Regions from separate parts of the Gossypium hirsutum genome. Here region 1 is linked to region 2. A link is a contact called in public Hi-C data. All regions are on one chromosome and are shown on one strand. The core of a region is the stretch at or near the end of the contact, and the rest is flanking DNA. Distances in the headings are between cores, read along the strand shown.

Region 1 (6,797 bases), core at 2,187-4,686, 150 kb before region 2:
GTTCAGTGTAAAGAGGAATTGTCAGTAAATTTTCCAAGTAAACCGGGGTTCAGAAATTTGTAGCGAACTCTCATTTTTGCTTTCAGTTTAGCTCTCATGAGCTTTAGTTAACTCATATGAGTTTTAGATTAACCCTTATGGGTTTCAATTCAGCTCTTTTGAGCTTCAGTTTAACCCTAATGGGTTTTAGTTTATCTTTTCTGAGCTTCAGATTAACCCTTATGGGTTTCTGTTCAGCTCCTTATGGTTGTGAATGATATATATATGTTTGTATGCATGTATTTAGTAGTAGATTTTGGTAAATCAATGAATGGAGTTATTTTGGTAGGTTTAGGTAATTGAGTTTTGTGTTGATATATTATGTTTAAAACATGATTTTTGGTTTGTGTTGAATGTTTGATTGGGGCTATTTGATGTATTAAAATGTTGTGTATAGGTTGATATAAAGAAGGGTGAGAAAAGTGGCCTTTAAATGACCTATTTTGGTCTATACGAACATGTGTCTCAGTCGTGTGTGACACACAGCCTGGCACATGGGCGTGTAGTCTAGCCGTGTGTCCCCTGCACCTTAAAATTTAGAAACAGAATGCGTAGGTTTTTACACATAGCTTAGCACACGGGCGTGTGTCTTGGCCGTGTGACTCTTGGACTTTGCACACGTCCTAGCACATGGGCGTGTGGTTGGTCGTGTGACTCAAGTCAGAGAGTTACACGGGTACGGACACGGTCTGGGACACAACCGTGTGCCTCACATCGAATGCCCACAAGGCCTAAGTCACGGGAGTGTCTCCTGGCCGTATGAGCCTGATGGGCATGTGTCCTCTGTGCCTAAGAAAATTATTGAAATTTAGGGAAAAATTCAGTGAGTATTCGGCTTAGTCCCGATTCACTTCTAAGGAGTATATTGGGCCTCGATGGTCCATTAAGGGACAATATGAGTGTTATATGATTGATTCTTGATATGAATAATAAATTTTGTGAAATGTCCATAATTAATCCGTAAAGTCTAGTAATGCTTCGTAGCCCTATTCCGATGATGGATAAGGGTTAGGGGTGTTACAGATAATACCAAATGTGAAATGGAAATGAGACATATAAATTGTGTATCATATTGTGAAAAACTATTTGAGATAACAAATGATGAGAATTGAGTATATTATGAATAATTTGTTTATGAATTGATTAATTGAATGGTTATTGTTATTGTATGATTAAATGTGCATATTATATTATTTTACTTTTAAATATTCAGATTATAGAAATACCATTGAGTTTATACTCAGCATACGGTTTTATTTTCCATGCGTAGGTTAGGTACTTAAGTGTGATCGCCGATTCAACATCTAACAACGGTCCCGAACTCAAACGTGGTGATGTTATTCCTTTTTGTGTCGGCATGTACATAGGGCGTCTAAATGTTAACTATTCTGTGGATTGATTGTAAATAAGATTATAAATTATTTTTGGTTGGTTATATATATAAATATATGTTTATGTTAAGACTATAGTATGACATGTTTTAAATTAGTGCAGAAATGTTCATGAATTAGGTAAAAGTTGATTGAATTTGGTAGGTTTATAATATTGTCTTGATAATATAATTGTGGTACCTATGAGGGTACATTGGTTAGATATTTAGGTTGACTGTTTTGACATTTTTAAAATGTATTTGATTGTGTTTTGAATTGGTTGAATGAATGATCTTTGAGTTTCTTAGTGTCCAGATTGTAGGGAATGGTAAACTTAATGTTTAAGGTTCATTTTGAGTCTACAAGGCCAGACACATGGGCGTGTGGCTGGACCTCACAGTCGACTAACACATAGGCGTGTGGTTTGGTTGTGTGCCTTAGCCGTGTGTGGCAACGGCCTAGCACACGGGCGTATGACTTGTGCGTGTGACCCTTGCACCTTAATAATGTAACACAGTATGCTCACACGGCCTAGCACATGGGAGTGTGACTTGGCCGTGTGATCCAAGTCAGTGAGCACCTAAGTTTGGACACGACTTGAGACATGGGTGTGTCTCTTGACCGTGTGAGCCACACGGCCTGGCCACATGGGCGTGTGTCCCCTATTCCTTTGAAAAATTTTGATATTTTTGGAAAAATTTTCTGAGTACCAGGTTTAGTTCCAGTTTGTTTCTAAAATATATTTTGGGCCTTTAGGGCTCATATAAGGGGCAATATGATTGATTTATGACATGTATGTTAAATAATATGTGATGTCTGTTTTTGATCTTAAAAGTTCGATAATGCTCTGTAACCTTGTTCCAGCGACGGATAAGGGTTAAGGGTGTTACAGTACCAATTTGAAAAAAAAAACATAGATACCAAAATGAACATGAAAACTAAATATAGATACCAAAATCTATATTTACCCAAAAATAATTATATTTGATTAGATTTGAACGTTTTTAGTCAAGTCGTGTAATATTTAAATGCTGGCCCCAATACTAATGGTTGAACCCCGTATAGGAGAAAATCAGAAATCCCCATTAAATGTTATTGTTAGGATTGTTATCTCTCGTTGCTTGACTTGGTTCCACCCCGTATAAAATCTGGCAGAAACCCTCCCCCCACTGAATACGCTAATATTGTTAGGATTGTGACATGAAAATAGTATATAAAGTAATACCGAAAAATGAATCTTACTTAAATGAATCTATTGTTACTATTATTAGGATTGCGATGATGAATTATTGAATAGGTTTGAACATATTATATATATTTTAAATGAATCTATTATATACGGTTAGATTTGAACTTTTTAGTGAAGTACACAATCTTTGTTTATTATTTGATGCTTAATTGCTTATGTACTATTTAATACCCAAAAATCATATTGTAAAAAGTAATGGATGGAAATGCTGGCCCAATACTATACAAAGCCCACAACATTGACCATACGCTACCACTCTTTTCTTCCCCTCGTGTTTTGCCATATTTCTTTTCTTGCTCATTAATTAATTTGATAATCATGCAACAACTATAAAAAAAAAATTATTGGAAATAAAATTATTAAGAGGAAGTAGTCACGAATCTTGATCATAAAATAAACATGTATAATATTAAAAAAAAAGATTTAAAAGATAAAAAATAAACAATAAGTGACTAATTTTTGCTTTTGGGTATTGAGTAGTAATTTTGTTGTGCAAGTTTTTAGCGTAAAAAATGTGATTTCCTATATTATATCTTGTTTTTTGTGGAGAATTTATATATCGACTTGCAATTGACATATCTGAAAACAGACCAAATGTGTGTTGTCTATCCTTTCTCAACACTTTCGTGCCCAACAATAATTATTGTTTCTTCATTTGACTTTTCTTTTTCAATTTTAATTATTTTTTATACAAATTTGAAGACTTACTATTATAAATATTCATGCTTATCGGTCTTACTACTCTTAACCATCGCATTATACGTCCCTGGAATTACCATGGTGGGATACCATTCGCCTACCTTCAATCTATTACTTTGTTTCCATTTCATATCAGTTTTATGTTCTCCTTCTTCACCAACACATTTGTGCTCTCCTAACCAAAGTGCTGCCTTGTTCCAATTCAAAACCCACTTTTCCATTAACCAAACTGCTTCTAAAGATTGTGAATATTCTTATCCTAAGGCTAAGACCACCTCATGGAAGAAGGGTACAGATTGCTGCTTATGGGATGGAGTGAGTTGTGACAACATCACCGGTGAAGTCATCAGCCTTGACCTCAGTTGCAGTTGCCTTTCTGGCACATTCCCTTCCAACACCACCTTTTTCCTCCTTTCAAGTTTGCAGAGGCTGGATTTATCCTTCAATGATTTCAGGAAATCCAAAATTTCTTCGGTCGCTTTCCAAGCTTAACACATCTTAACCTTTTCTATTCATGGTTTTCACGTCCTGTTCCCCACGAAATCTCCTATCTCTCCAATTTAGTTTCACTGCATCTTTCCGACCGTCCAATTACAGATCTCATTGGCTTTCAAGCGCCTGGACCAATTTTGAAACTTGAAAAATCCGCTGTAAACGGAATAGTGCGGAACTTGACAAAGGTAAGGGAGATCTATTTGGATGGAATAGACATGTCATCCATTGATCCTAATTCCTTCGTCAATCTTTCTTACTCTCTCGCATCTCTCAGTCTTTGTCGTTGTCATTTGCGGGGAAAATTGCCAGACAACATTTTCAAACTTCCCAACATCGAGTACCTGAGTTTGGATGAAAACTCTAAACTCACTGGTCAGTTTCCAAAATCCAATTGGAGCAGTCCCCTAGTGATTTTGAGCGCATCCATGACGTCTTTGTCTGGAGAATTGCCTGAATCATTTGGAGATTTAAAGTCTTTAGCGGGTTTGGCTCTATTGTCTAGTAACTTCTCTGGATCAATTCCTACATCACTAGGAAATCTAACTCAGCTAGAATTCTTATTCCTTTCATATAACTATTTTAGTGGTAAGATTCCTTCTTCACTTACAAACCTCGCAAAACTGGGCCTTCTTTCCCTTCGATGGAACCAATTAGAGGGCTCTCTTCCTGAAACCCCAAATGCATTTCCAAATCTAGGCTTTCTTGATTTATCTAATAATTTACTCAGTGGTACAACGCCATCTTGGCTTTATACCATTCCTCTTGTACATCTAGATCTTGGAAACAATCAATTCATTGGTCATATCAGTGAATTCCAAAATAGACTTTTAAGTTTGAACATGTTAGTTTTGAAAAATAACAGCTTTCGAGGTCCGATTCCAAGCTCAATTTCTAAACTTGTGAACCTCTCTTTCCTTGATTTATCGTCGAATAAACTCAACGGTACAATAAGTTCGGACATGTTCTCAGAGCTTCACAGTCTCCAATATCTTGATCTTTCATCTGATACCCTGTCGCTGAGCTCCAACAACAGCGTCACTTATGTCTTACAAGGGTCAAAAAATTTAAGTGTTTTAGACTTTTCCAATAATAGAATTCGTGGCCGACTGTCCAAATTTCCTTGGAAAGACATTGAGTTTTTAAACCTCCGCTCGAATTTCATTGAAGGTGATCTACCGGAATTACCCCCTAATATCAGATTCCTATCAGTCTCAAACAATAGTTTGACTGGAACGTTGTCAGGTATATGCAATGCGAAATTTATTGAGATTCTCGATTTGTCTCATAATGATTTCAGTGGAGTCATCCCACAATGCATCGGAAGCTTTAGCCAGAGTCTTTCATCGTTGAACTTGAAGATGAATAAGCTCCATGGAGCCATTCCCTCGACATTTGCTAAAGGATGTGCATTGAAGAATCTGAACTTGAATAGCAATCATTTGGAAGGGCCATTGAAACCTTCAATCACCAACTGCAAAGACTTGCAAGTTCTAGATGTTGGCAACAACATGATAAATGATAGCTTTCCTCATTGGATCGAGGCATTATCAGAGTTACAAGTTCTTGTACTTCGTTCCAACAAATTCCATGGTCCAATAACGGCTCCTACGAGTCCTCAATCTCTTCTGAAATTGCAAATAGTTGATCTCTCCTGCAACAACTTTTTTGGTCCTCTGCCAACCGGCTACATAAAAGATTTCAAAGGAATGATCAATATTCTTGACGATGGCAAAGGTGTGAGATACATGGGGGAAAGAAATTACTCGTATGATTATTCTGTTGCTATAGCTGTTAAAGGGTTTGAGATTGAATTGATGAAGATTTAACTATTTTCACAAGCATTGATCTCTCAAGCAACAACTTTGAAGGACAGATTCCAAGAGACATCGGAGAGCTTAGTTCGCTACGAGGTCTTAATCTTTCTCATAACAATCTCGTTGGGCATATACCATCTTCACTTAGAAACATGACTAGGCTTGAATGGTTGGATCTTTCGTCCAATCAGTTGAGTGGGCAAATTCCAACGGGATTGCTAGATTTGACCTTCCTTTCCTCCTTCAACGTTTCATATAATCAACTTGTTGGACCCATACCAAAAGGCAAGCAGTTCAACACTTTTGAAAATGGTTCGTACCATGAAAATGAGGGATTATGTGGCGTTCCACTCTCTAGAGGCTGCAACAACAACGTGTTGGGGCAACCACCTCCTGCACCGTGGATGAACTCTCAAGAAGACGATGGCTCAAAGCTTGAATTTGGGTGGAAAGCTGTTGCGATCGGTTATGGATTTGGATTCATATTTGGAGCGGCAATCGGATGTGCTCGTCTTAGAACCGGTAAGCCCAAATGGCTCGTGACCTTGTTTGAAGCTCGAAGACGAAGAAGGTGATCATCCTCCAAAGCCAAGCTGGTTTGAGCAATTCAATAATGCTGTCAACGCTTGAAGGTTGTGATAAACTTTTGTTTTCCTATATTTGGTCGGGTTTGTTTGTTTGTTGTTATGTTGATGATGATTTTGATTGGGCTGTGTTAGATTTATGTTTTGGTTATAGAGATGCGAGGTGCGAATTTGTTAGAATTTTCAGCAAAGATTTAAGTGATTATGGTTTGCTTTTGTGTTAACCAGTTGTTACCATTATGAATATTCTATCAATAAATTTCATCGTCGTCGTCATCGCGGGTAACTATTATCGCAAGCATGTAAAAGCACTAAATTTCATTCAATTCATAACTTGTTTTCCATTACTTATCTAAATCTGGATGTTATTTCCACTGATTTTTGAAAGCTACTCATCAATCCAAGCTTTATTCTGAGTCTTCAACCCAGATATGAGAATAATCGACAATAATGTTCACAGCAGTTCCCTCAAAAAATGTAATATGCATCAACATATGTTTCTAAGGAATAAATCCTCTGCCCCTCACCTTGCCTCTCTTTGTGCCCA
Region 2 (6,662 bases), core at 2,221-4,720:
AGATACTGCTGTTGAGCGCTTCAAGCTTGCTGGAGCTTCTGAATCCGACATTTCTACAGTTTTGAAGAACCATTGCTCAAATGGAGATGCCGTGGAAGGAGACGAAAAGAAAGTTGGTGGTGACGCAGAGAGCAGTGATGTCAATCAAACATCTGACAAGTGATATAGGGGAATTAAAATTTTTTAATGTCTTTGATGCTCTTTGTGAATGAGAGTGCATTTTAGACTCTTCCCTGCAAATGGGATATTCGGGTCTGATATTGATGAGTGGTACCTGAAAGTTTTTGGGTTTTAAGGTTTCTGTTTTAACCTTAAATTAACTTCTTTTTCTTTTTGTTATAAATAGACATATTTGAATACCAATGAGTTTTTCACCATGTAACTTTGTGTGATACAATACAGTTCCCACTTAAGTTTGTCAAATTTGGCATGAATGAACTACGAAATTTTAATTGTGAACTGTACTTCAATTATTACTATGATATGGGCTTTTCAGTTTGAGTCTCAGACTGAGTCAAGGGTTGGCCTGTCTCAATTTCGTAATTATCTACAACATAAAAGACCAGAAACCAAAAAAAGATCCTAATAATATTCCCTCCATATTCCCATTCCCACCAACTTATTCTTATTCCCTCCACGGCTATCCTCTTTCACTCCATCTTCATCTTCAGAGGTTCCAAGCAATGATGGGGAGAATATTCGACTGTTGCCGCAAGTGAGTATATATACACCTCTACCGTTGAAACTCTACTTTCTGCTTTGCATGTGATGATTGTGCTTAGTTTTAAGCTCCTCCTTTTTCCCTTCATACGCATATGATGTTTCTTGATATATGGAATCCTCTCATTGACTCGTCTAAGCCGGTATGTCAGCTTTTTTACTTGGTTTGTGTTTGTTATATTGTTTCATTGTTTCATATGGGCATTTTTATCTTTTTATTGCGTCCTAATTGTTTTCAACTCTGTTAAATTTATGGTACCTCTTGATCTTTTTCATAAATAAATCTTATATCTCGACTTGGGAACTATAACAGTTTTAGCATATAAAATCGTTCTATTCTATTAGCAATTATATATTTACATCTTTTCTGTGTTGATTATGGTTTGTTGATTTTTATCAGTTTAGGTGTAGGCCTTATTGCCTTGTATGGTAGATAAAGACGGACTGATTCTTTCATCTGTATTAATATTTATGTTGAAGGACAGGTAGAAACAATCTAATATCAGTTTGTCTCTTATCTGCCTTGGCATTGATTCAAAAGCTCAAATTATTAGTAGCAATTTTAGTCAACCTCGGTTTGATCAGCCTTTCAAGTGGTCCTTGATTAGATAATCGAGAAAATAGAAACCAATGGTTAAATTCAAGCTCCAGTGCTCAACCAATTCAAATCAGATCGATTCTATGGCCTATATCCATGCTTATATGATTTTGAGTGTTATTTGTGTTGTGTGGCAGCATGCGATAATGTATAGCGCCGTATCATATCCCAAATTACATAGTCCTTTTAAAATCTAAATCTCAGTATAAATCTAACAACTTTAGTCTAATTATGTTGCATTTCTGAAACTCTGATAACAAGGATAGAATGTTTTTGTCAAAGGGAACCAATACATACATGTGTATGTACATGGAGAAATGAATACCATCTGAACAAAAGAATCATCTTTACAAATACGATCCTGCACGCTACAATCTTTATCGCTGCTACAAGTACCACTGACTTAAAAACACATTGGCGTTTATCATTGGTGGCATCTTAGAATCCTTTCCAGGTATTTAGAACTTCATGGAATATATCAGTTATCAGCTCCCTGTCTGCACATTGCAGGAAAGCATTAAAATCATCTCGAATATCATATATCTTGCCAAATCTCACAAGATATCGCATGCAACTGGACTTGAGTTTTGGCAATTGGTATAAAGCTGCATTTTGGAGTCTCTCAAGGACATTCTTTGTATCAATATCTTCTAGGAGACTCTCGTGGCAGGCCTCTTTCAAATCCGATATATCATAGTTATCAGCTGCCCGGAGAAGTGCCAGCCGGTGAGCCAGGAATTCTTCATGTTTGATGTTTCCATAAATGTAACATAGCAAAGCCTGACAAGCTTCAATTGACATGTCAGATATGTTTATGGTTGACAATTCTTTTTCTTGCAGGTTATGTGAAAACATGCTGTGAAAAACAGGCGATCGTGCAGAAAGAACAGCACGATGAGCTCCAATGCTTCCATTAGAAGCATTAATAATGATATCTGTGTGGATGCTTTGTGTTAACATCCGACCAAGGCATGCAAGAGCTGTGGCATTTGATTGCTTTTGTGTGAGTCCTTCAGCCCAAATGGAGCAAGGTTCCCCACCCTGTGAATCAACACCAAACTTATTAACCTAGGTATGATATTATTAACTCCTACTCCTATTATTATCTTTTGGATGGTTGAGTCTTACGTTTGGAGATGCGGTTTTTAGATCAAGAAATTCAACGTCGATTATGAATTTCCCCGTCAAAGGAACCTCGATTGGCCAGACAAAATCTTCGTTGCTCTTCAGCTGTTTGTCTTTTATTTCTACAATCAGAGACAATAGAATTGGAAATTAGGTTCTCTAAATAGTAACAAGAAGGGACATGACTTTGCACCATCATGTGGATCATCTGAATTGTCATACAGATGAAAAACAAATATACAGGCTTAATCAAAATATTAACTAGTGATTGTTCTGTTTTGAAGCAGGCAGGATGTACCCGGATGAGTGAAAGCCTTTCGATCCCCTGCTGAGCATACAACTCGGATGATGAAGGATGCAATTGGGGGATTGTCTCTTGTTAGATTCGAAATTTCTGGGTATAATTTAACATACAATACCCTGTTCTTCTCCATTGACAAATGCCTTCAATCCACATAAAAAGCAAGGTATAAGAACAGTGTTCCAATAAACTTATATTCATCCAGATTTATCATGATAAACAACAAAAAATTCTAGCAACTCAAGAGAAACAATAACAAACCAAAGTTTAAAGCCCCATAAAGGATTTCATCCATGATGGATGGACGTTTATCCAAATTCCAAGGATAAGAAACGAAACTAATGGATGATCAAAACATGGTATATGGTCATTTAGTTTTGTTATTTATTATTAACTTTGACTCTTTGTAAGAAAAAGATGAAGAGAAATCAAAGGAGACAGACCAATTCCAGTTGCCGATCTTGAAAGGATCGGATTTGCGGTAAGTGCAAGAGGCAAGATTATCTATCCTCCATTGAGCAAGACGAGCGGTGGTTTCGACTCTGTAAGCAGACTCGGTCATCCTAAACAAAGCCAGGGACGCAGTGATCTCATGGATGCAATCAAATATACCTTCGAAAAAATGGTCTCTTGACTTTCCCAGGTTTACTGTTACTATATCCCTCTCTCCACATTAAATACTTGAATCAGCCAAAAACAAAACACAACACCCACTTTCTCCCTTCTGCCTGTAAACAAAAAACACTGCTGGTGGTGTCCGGTCTGGAAATATTAGAGACAGAGATGAGAGAAGTGGTGAAGTGTAGTTTAAATATGGCAAGGGTTGGTGTTAATTTAATATGGTGTTGAGCAGAGAGAGAGAGAGAGAGAGAGAGGAAGGGAAGATTTGGTGAAATGTTTGTTTCGATTTGAGCTGATATTCAGGTGGGTGCGTGGGGATTATTTATTGGAGAATTTGGAGTGGAGGGTCGTCCATAGATCGAGTCATACACACAAAAGCAAAAAGCTTTTCCCTAAGGTTATTTTTTATTTTTTTAGCACTGCTCTTCCTATTTGTATTTCATTAAGGGGTTTGTGTTTAATGGTTGGACTAAATTTATGGAGCTTTGATTTCAAGCAAAGTATCTAATTCTAATCTCTAATACTTTGCCTTGTTTGAATTTATTGGGGTGAAGTAAAATCTCGAACTCAAGTCTGTGTATCAAAAAATAAATAAAACTCTTAATTCTTATTTAAATGTTTGATTCTATTCATTTAGATCTAGTGAGAGCTCAAAAAGAATTTGTAAGTCATTCTAATTAATTCCTATTCCACACTCATTGGGCCATTCATGGATTTGCTTGCACCCAATTCAACTGCTTCTGTTGGCTTGCTTGCTTCTCTTTCTGGTTCTTTCCTTTTAATGTAAATGAAGCCATCAGGCTATGGAGAAAGAAGAAAAGAAAGGAAAAGGACAGGTAAACCAATAAAGCCTTTCTTTAGCTTCAACACACTAAAGATTCTGATGCTTTCTCTCAATATTTTTTTGTCTTTTTATTAATCAAAGTTAAATCATGAATGTAAAAGAGGAAGTAAACTTCAACACCAAATTTCAAGTCATATAGCAAACAGAAAAAAGAAGGCAAGTGGGATCCTTAACCAATAAAGGTGGAAGGAAGGAGGGAGTGGCAATCAAGGATTGGAATCTTTGACTCCTTTGTTTATTTTCAATTAATTAAATGATATTTAGTGCAACACACAAACAAATATCTCCTTATTTCATTGGGGGAGATGTGGGACACGCATGACATTAGATTCTTTCAAGGCATCCCAAACTTGCAAGAAAAACATGCATCATCTACGTATGAAACAAACACGTCTCCAATGAAATGATTGCAACCATACACTTTGCCTCCACAATTACATGTATACTCCTTCATTTTTAACAATACAAATAAATAATTTTTTTAATAAAAATAACCATTTTACTCTTTAATCTCATGTATAATAATTAATTTATCAATTTTTTCGGAGGTGTGGCTATAATATAAGTTTCTTCGGTTTTATAGGGTTTGATTGCTTTTAATTCCAAGATTAATAGGAGTGGATTTGCTGGAATGAAGTATGGGACCCCTACCCACTGAAATAACACAAACGACCTTTGATGTTGGAGCAAATCACTAATGCACAATTAATGATTTGTCATCAATGACTAAAATTTGATTAATTTATTTATAATTGGAAGAGAAAAGGATGATTATTGTTGTTAATTTTTGGTTTATGGATGTCGCTCTCAGAAAAATCAGTAGATCCCTACTGTTATATATATATATTTATATGGTTTTGTTTTTCTGCAAATACGCAACTATATATGTACATATATAAATATTTTACAACATCCTTGAATGGTTAAGATTTACCTATGTATAATGCTTTTGTCTTAAGTTCATAATTAGTCTCTGACTCTTCCATCTAATATTAGCTCACTAATCTCTACCAATGTTAGAGGAATCTGTAAATATCTTCCTACTTTTCTTTCTTTTAAAAGAAAGAAAAAAAAAACCACACTCTACCTGCCTTTAAATTATCACTAGACAATTAAAAAGACAAAAATATGTTACATTACATCAGAAAAAAAGAGAGACAATTGCGTCATGGGATTTAATTATGCTTTATATATCATTTGTTGATAAAGAATAAGAGCGTTCTTTATTGCTTTTGAAAAATATTTTTGAAAAGTGTTTTTGAGAAGTACTTTTGTAAAATTTGAGTGCTTGGTATTGCTGTCAAAAAATATTTTTGAAGAATAAAATGTCCATTTTAGACATAATATTATAAAGTAACAAATATGTATTTAAATAATGTTCAAATTAGTTAAAATTATGATATTTTAGCAAAAATATAAAAAAGAATTTATTATAACTTATTGTTAATATTTTAATAATAATATTAATTTTAAATATTTCTAAGTAACTAATATTAATTATTTATTAAATTTAATTAGAATATATAAACTATATTTAAATATTTAAATATAATAATTAAATATTTATAATTAGATATTGACAGAATTGTATTATTATAAAAATTATTTTTTATTTTTAATTAATGCTTTTAACACATTTATATTATTTTATTTTAAAATATATTTGAATATATAACTCATATGAGATATTAACATAACATAGAAAACATAAGTCTAACAAATTAAAATATTACATATATTTGGATTAAAGTTTTAAAAAGGGATAATATTTATATAGCAAATATAAATTCACAATAGACATGTACTAAGCATATACATAGAGCTGCTCTAATCTTGTTCTCAATTATATTATTTCTTTATAATTAATTTAACTTGTTCAAAACTATTAAGAACATATATTATATAAATATGTGGTTTCCAACTAGGAAGCTCTCAAATTTTCAACTGCAATTTCATTGAGCAAATTGAATAAAAATTGCATCCAGAATGGCAAAAATGTCATCAATCTCCAAAGTCTAGTTTGCAACTAAATACTTCATATCTGTCCAGGAAATTTTTCTTATAGAAAGAAAACACTTCAAACCATCTTAAATTAGTAATATGGGGAAAATGCTATTAGATGGACAAATGTCAGACACAGGAAAGACTCAAATGAAGTCAATTTCATAATATAAGATTCTAGGAAGAGGGAAGAGTGTATTGCATTTCATTTAAAGGTTCAGCTAAAATCTTTAAACAGAATCAAACCTATAGTAATAAAACTAGTACATACCATGATGTAAAAAAGTACAAAAGAAACAGAAGAGCAAATTTCAGTCCACTCAGATGTTCAACATATTTTGAATAGACCAACAAAATCAACTATCCACTGTAACATACTTGAGAACTCTATAGGAAGTTGATACACATAAAGCATGAAAATGCTGAAGCCTGCATAAAACTGGAGAGTCTTC

The links. Hi-C and Micro-C count contacts between places; a contact is called where the count stands out from the background.
Region 1: a Hi-C map of leaf shows a contact between it and region 2, with 2.7 times the contacts expected there. The contact joins the promoter of LOC107921392 here to the promoter of LOC107922036 in region 2. A contact is called at or near these places in 3 of 34 Hi-C or Micro-C datasets (hypocotyl, leaf and seedling).

What each region holds. Positions count from the first base shown.
Region 1 is chrD01:12,700,677-12,707,473 of Gossypium_hirsutum_v2.1, reverse strand. LOC107921392 (receptor-like protein 9DC3) reads left to right here and starts at 3,436. Exons shown (of 3, transcript XM_041086344.1): 1 at 3,436-3,672; 2 at 3,813-5,586; 3 at 5,673-6,241. The coding sequence starts at 3,436. The coding sequence ends at 6,241.
Region 2 is chrD01:12,547,255-12,553,916 of Gossypium_hirsutum_v2.1, reverse strand. LOC107922036 (BTB/POZ domain-containing protein At1g55760) reads right to left here and starts at 3,470. Exons shown (of 4, transcript XM_016851863.2): 1 at 3,188-3,470; 2 at 2,742-2,887; 3 at 2,447-2,565; 4 at 1,538-2,359. The coding sequence starts at 3,306. The coding sequence ends at 1,757. LOC107922038 (protein CLMP1) reads left to right here. Exons shown (of 5, transcript XM_041087074.1): 1 at 1-715; 2 at 1,585-2,044; 3 at 2,159-2,390; 4 at 2,731-2,910; 5 at 3,162-3,886. The coding sequence ends at 163. It overlaps LOC107921212 (a long non-coding RNA gene), which reads right to left. Exons shown (of 2, transcript XR_001690975.2): 2 at 6,354-6,662.